Linked DNA regions of Capsicum annuum: region 1 is linked to region 2. A link is a contact called in public Hi-C data. All regions are on one chromosome and are shown on one strand. Each heading gives the region's core, a stretch centred on a gene start, on an enhancer-like site or on the middle of the called end of the contact. The rest is flanking DNA. Distances are from core to core; before and after follow the strand shown.

Region 1 (2,881 bases), core at 233-2,732, 55 kb before region 2:
GAAAGGTTTTACCATTAATATATTTAATTAATTTTTAACTCTAAAATATTTTTAAAAAATAGTAAAAAGACAATTTTGTGTAAAGCAAAGACTTTTGAAAGGTAAAAAGTTCAAACAACATTTCTAAGATCCTTCATATTTTAATATATTATAGATAAAATAAATTAATGTTAAATTTAATAAGAAATAAGCATCATTCAAAAGATTGATACTATTTAAATGAATGAATGAGCTTGTGTAATATGAATATTGTAATAGTGAATTTTTTTCATGATATAGCTAATATTGTATTTACTCTTTATAACTATAGCTTTTTAAAATTACAATTTAATTAGTATATTAAAAATACTTTTTGACCTTTTTTACTATAATTTTGCATTTTAATGGAAGAAATTTTTTGTCAATTTCTGTATTTATGTGTCTTCACTTTAATTTTATACTGCATAAGCTTTTTGTGTATATTTTTTTTTTTTTTTTTGTATTTTTGCTTGTATTTGTGTATTATAAAGGAGGTGTTTTTTGGCAATTACTATATTTTGTATTTTGCCTTGCTTGTACAATATATTTTTGTTGTTTGTATCCTTCTATACACCTTTGTATTTTTATATTTCCACTTTCGTGTATCAAGCAAAATTAAGTGAATGCGTACAACCTATATATTGTGAATGCATCATTAAGATTGTATGCATAGATACAATTATTAGAGCGAATAAATACAAGTGATACAATTATTAGAACGAATAAATACAAGTGATACAAACTAAGTAGTAACAATTGATACAGTACAATAAAATGAATATAAGTGAAATCAGAAAGGATTGATACAGTCTCATGTATTTTGTTGCTTATATATTTGTACATACCCAAACGATATTTAATGATACAACCTAAATGCGCATATGAATACACCAGATACAATTGTTTGTATATCGAAGTGAACTTATAAATAGTTAGCGATAGTTCTGTAGGAAACTCAAACATCCCTCAATAAATAAAATTTTTTGTATTGATACAACGCGTATATGAAGTGTATATAAAAGGTGCACTAATAAAATCGTATATATAATCGATATTGTATATGAAGTGAATAATCTATTTGTTATATAGTGTATAATATACATTGTTTACTATAATATATGTTTTGATTTATATAGTTATTTCATTGTCAATATGTCACCAGGATTACTATTTACTAGGTGGCTTAGCCGTGCTACGATATATGTAATTTCAACATTTAATTAAAACCTTCATTTATTTAGACTAACCAAACACTTTAAGAAAACACTTTCACTTATACAAAACAAAAAAAACATGAAAAGTTTAGTATATGAAAGTCCGATTTAGGATTTCAAATTGTGATTTTTTTTTTCTAAAAAATAAAATTTAGCCTATGAATTTACTTTTTACAAAAAAGTTGTAATTTTAAATTATATAAAGAAAAACTCATGCTTCTCGTTTTGTCAAATAATAGCTAGTATTATATAATATTGTTGACTTATTGGACTAATAAATCTTTATAAAATTATGGGTGTGTTCAATAATTGATAAAACATTGATTGGCTGTATGAACCACAGATTTCCAGGTTCTCCAAAATCTCCTTTTTCCCATGTATTTGTATTAGGAAACCCATTACATTAGATGCTTTTCTTTTTTTCAGATAACTTTGACAAGTGTTGCATTGTTTACAAATTCTGCAAAGTAGAAGACCTAAAACAGGAATCATAACTAAAGAAAGAGAGATGGAAGTGGATGATAGCAAAGGTATGGTTTGTGTAACTGGTGGAACAGGATATCTAGCGTCATGGCTGATAATGAAGCTTCTTCAACATGGCTACTCAGTAAATGCTACCATAAGGTCCACTCAAGGTTAATGTTTCCCCCCACTGAATTAATCTTTTTATGTATTTTCCATAAAACTTTGAATGAATTTATACATCACAAAACAGATGTTAGCTACCTCACTAACTTGCCCGGTGCATCTCAAAGGCTACGGATATTTAATGCTGATCTAGACAAACCAGAAAGCTTTAGTGAAGCTATTAAAGGATGCGTTGGAGTATTTCACATTGCTCATCCGATGAATTTCGGGGATCAAGAAATTGAAGACAAAAAGATAAGAAGAACAGTTGATGGAACATTGGGCGTTTTACAGGAATGCCTCAATTCAAAAACAGTAAAACGAGTTGTTTACACTTCCAGCAGAACAGCAGTTGTGTTTCATGATAAAGGTTTAGACACAGTGAACGAGAGCTCATGGTCTGACATACATGTCATGAAAACATTAAAACCTATATCCGCAGCTTCGTATGTGATTAGCAAGACTTTAGCGGAAAAGGCTGCTCTTGAATTTGCTGAGAAGCATGGATTAGATCTGATGACTGTTATTCCTAGTTGGATACATGGTCCCTTCTTGAGTACTCATTTCCCGGAGCCATTACGATCAGCCATGGCAATGATTTATGGTATGCCCCTTCTGCTCTTTCTTCAACCCCTACAACTTTCTCATGTCAAATCATCAAGGACGTTACGTTTTTAGTTTCTAATGCTCACCTCTGCAATCCATTTCCTAACTTCCTCAACTATAGCGAGCAAAATGTCGGATAAAGAAGTAATTCATTGATATAAACAGCGTTATTTTACCTAGAGAAAATATTCTTGCAATACATTTTGAGAAGGTATATATATGTTTGTTCGCTTTACATACAACTGCTGGAAGTAAGAGCATTTTTCTTTTTCTACACAGCTTTTGAACACGTCTTTCTTCACTCACATTCTTCTTCATAGATGATTTAGTTGATTTCGTCATGATTCCCCATTTAGGATTTGGTTTCATGTTGTGGCATCTTCATTCTTTCCAAGACATTTCCAGTTTCTAAAAAG
Region 2 (3,235 bases), core at 436-2,935:
TTTAATTCTCAAAATAAAAATTGTGATTTATTTCTTTTTCCAACATGCACAAATGACAAGTTACAAGTATTCTCTTGGAATGTTTTGCTTTGGAGAAAGAGTAAAAAAAGTGTGTATTGAGAGTAGAAAACAACGCATGCACTTTTTAAGCATATAAAAATTGTACGTATAATGTATTATGTAACATAAGTGCTTATAAGAAACAAAATAACAAATAATAATATATTCAGTGTATTCATACGTAGTGAGGTTTGAAAAGAATAGAGTGTATGTAGTCTATATCATCAGTGGCGGATCTACATACAATTCAGGGCGTTCATCCGAACCTCCTTCGTCGGAAAATTGTACTATTTTTACATGGTCAAAAATAATTTTATATATATATAGTAGATGTTGAACCCCCTTCGACTAGTCCGTATATTTACTTCTGAACCCCCTCAGTGAAAATTCTAATTCCACCACTGTGTATCATTACGTCAAAGAAGGAGTGGAGGGGTTGTTTTCGATAAACCCTCAATTCAAGATCAAATACAACTAAGAAAAAAACATAGGAGATGGGGTCAAATGAGAAATGACAATTAAAAGTAACATCACAACATATAGTAACTGAACAATATTACCACATAATAATACTACAAACGAGCTACTCGAAAATTAGAGGCGGAACCAGTATTTCAACTAAAGGGGGTCAATATTTGAAGAAAACCTAGCCGAAGGAGGTTTAACACCTACTATAAATACAATAAAATTAATTTTAATCATGTATAAATGATATATCTTTCCATTGAAGTGGGTTCGAATGAACCTCCTTCCAAAGGGTTGGCTCAACCCCCGCCGGGAACAACATATAACAATAAGAATCTAAGGACAAAAAGTACAAGTGTAGTACTATGACGACTACTAATAAGGATAATACTCCAACCTACTAGCACGAACACCCTCTGACCCCCTAACCTTCTACTTTAATTCGCGATCGCCACACCTTTCTATCTAAAATCATATCCTCAGTAAGCTGCAACAGTGTGATATCCTATTTAATCACCTTTCCCCAATATTTATTTGATCTATTTTTACCTCTCCTAAAACCATCCATAACATTTTTTTAATTTATTCAAACACTATAAAAATACTTAAAAAGCTATTTTATCTTTAAATCGCTTAAAATAAACCAATTTGAAGTATTTTGCTTAATTGGGAAATGGTGACAATGAAGAAGACCATTTGTCTAAAATAGACCAATACTATAAGTTATTTTCTTCCTATGTGTATGTGGCGGGGTTTGAATTCGGAGAGTTAAACTTTTTAATATTTACTACGAATTAAATTGATTTGATTTTTACCTAAATAGTGATTATACTAACTATACTAATGTATTTTTCAGAATTTATCGCTAAAATCTTTTCGATCACCAATCACCCTAACTCGTCAAGGCAAATTTGTGACTGAAATCCGTATTTATAGCTAGCATTGTGATGATTTTCGTAACTTGTTGTTAAGAAATCTTAGCGATCCGCTAGGATTTCGCTACGTATCCTTGTGAAAGAGTTATTTTTGCAGATTCTTTTTAATTTAAACGATAATATCTAAAGATCCTATTTATGCAAATCACCCGTCGACTGCCCCCTGCTGTTGGCCCAATAATGGTTTTATTGGGCCAAATAATATTGGTTTTGAGTCCAGTAATCAAATGGGCCAACTTAATGTATAACATTTGTTGGGCCCAAGAATACTATTCTTCTTCTTACACTTAAGCCCAAAAAAAAAAGGCAAACAACATAAATCCCAACAGTTTGAAGCTTAATTACTGAAAAATTTTAATTTTGAATCTGTTGAGATATATAACTAGCTCCCATACATCCAATGAAGATACATTTTTTCCTTTATGACGATATATAATTAGCTCCCAATACATTTTTTCTAATTTTGGGTTTGTCGAGATGCATAATACATTCATTGAAGATACATTTTTTCCTTTGTAAAGATACATAATTTACTTTTGATATATTTTCTTTGATTTTGGGTCTATCAAGATACATTATTAGCTCCCGATACATCTAACGAAGATACATAATTAATTGAGATTTTTGTAATTACTTTATAAGGATGGAAACTTATATAAAAATATGATAAGTTGAGGTGTATATTTATATTTTTTTTCTTTAATTAAGGATAAGCACAAGGTAACTTAAACATTATCCTCATTAAAAAAAATTAATAAAGGTGTTAATATAGTAGTTGTTAAATAAAGAAAAATAAGCAGTTTCTACATTTCTTCTTTTCCTATGGCTAAAAAGGCAAAAAGGATAAAAGGATAGAGCTACATGTCCAAAAAAGTAAAAGGAATAAAACTAAAGGAGAAAGTGATGGCACTTAAACAATATTTAAATTGCAATAATAGGATTAAATAAATAATTAGATTTAAAAAATTGGTGATTTAGGTATATGTTTATTATTAACAAAATGACAAACAAAATTTCCCTATTAAATATATAAAAAAAAAAACATATTCAGTTTAATTTCACGAGTAAAAGTTTAAGAAAATAAAACGTATGCAAACCTTATTCCAATTCTTGCGGGTAGAAAAAATTTTATTTAACACCTTATTTCAAATATCATCTTGTCTAATTGAAATATTTTTAAAAATAAATTAATTTTTTCTTAATTTCGATCTTATTATAACGACTTTCATTTATTCAATTACAAAAGTGATCTCATAAGCTTTCACTTTAGTGTCTCTTTAAATTTACAAGTTATGATAAAATAAAATTGAAAATGGACAACTTGTTATTCAACAATATAACATGACGTATAAATTTTTGTCAACCAAGATATTTGAAGACCTATTCAATTTTTAATAAAATTGATTATAATTTAATTAATAATAACATTTACTTTCTAATTCATAGAAGTAATGAAAATTTAGTAAATTATACTTCATACTTGATATATTTTATTAATGAATTAAGAAGTAATTTAATTTCTTCAATTAGTGGACTGGTCAAGAGCTCAAAAAATCAAAAGCTTATCTCATCAATTTGTTGAAAAATAATGGTTACTTGCTTATAAAAAAATATATAATAATAGGATTATTATATTTTTATATTACATAGTACAAGCACCACATAGTATTAAATTAAATTAAATTAACAACCAACAACCATTGTTTTCAAACACATAATCCACAGAATTTGAAAGTCCATTGCTTGTAGATTTGGATGAGGATTATTTTCGATGT

The links. A called contact is a pair of places that touch in the nucleus more often than the background predicts.
Region 1: a Hi-C map of pericarp shows a contact between it and region 2, with 2.9 times the contacts expected there. The contact joins the promoter of LOC107853725 here to the enhancer-like site in region 2. A contact is called at or near these places in 4 of 5 Hi-C or Micro-C datasets (bud, leaf, pericarp and 1 more).

What each region holds. Positions count from the first base shown.
Region 1 is chr5:215,853,297-215,856,177 of UCD10Xv1.1, reverse strand. It overlaps LOC107853725 (vestitone reductase), which reads left to right and starts at 1,482. Exons shown (of 6, transcript XM_047412752.1): 1 at 1,482-1,583; 2 at 1,659-1,867; 3 at 1,948-2,463. The coding sequence starts at 1,741.
Region 2 is chr5:215,797,806-215,801,040 of UCD10Xv1.1, reverse strand. No RefSeq gene overlaps it. Among protein-coding and RNA genes, the nearest start is that of LOC107853699, 18 kb to the right of the region's middle. Within about 2 kb of position 1,685, at least 1 of the 5 cell types and tissues checked has an H3K27ac peak or open chromatin away from gene starts, as enhancers often do. A contact at or near this core is called in pericarp, where this site is marked.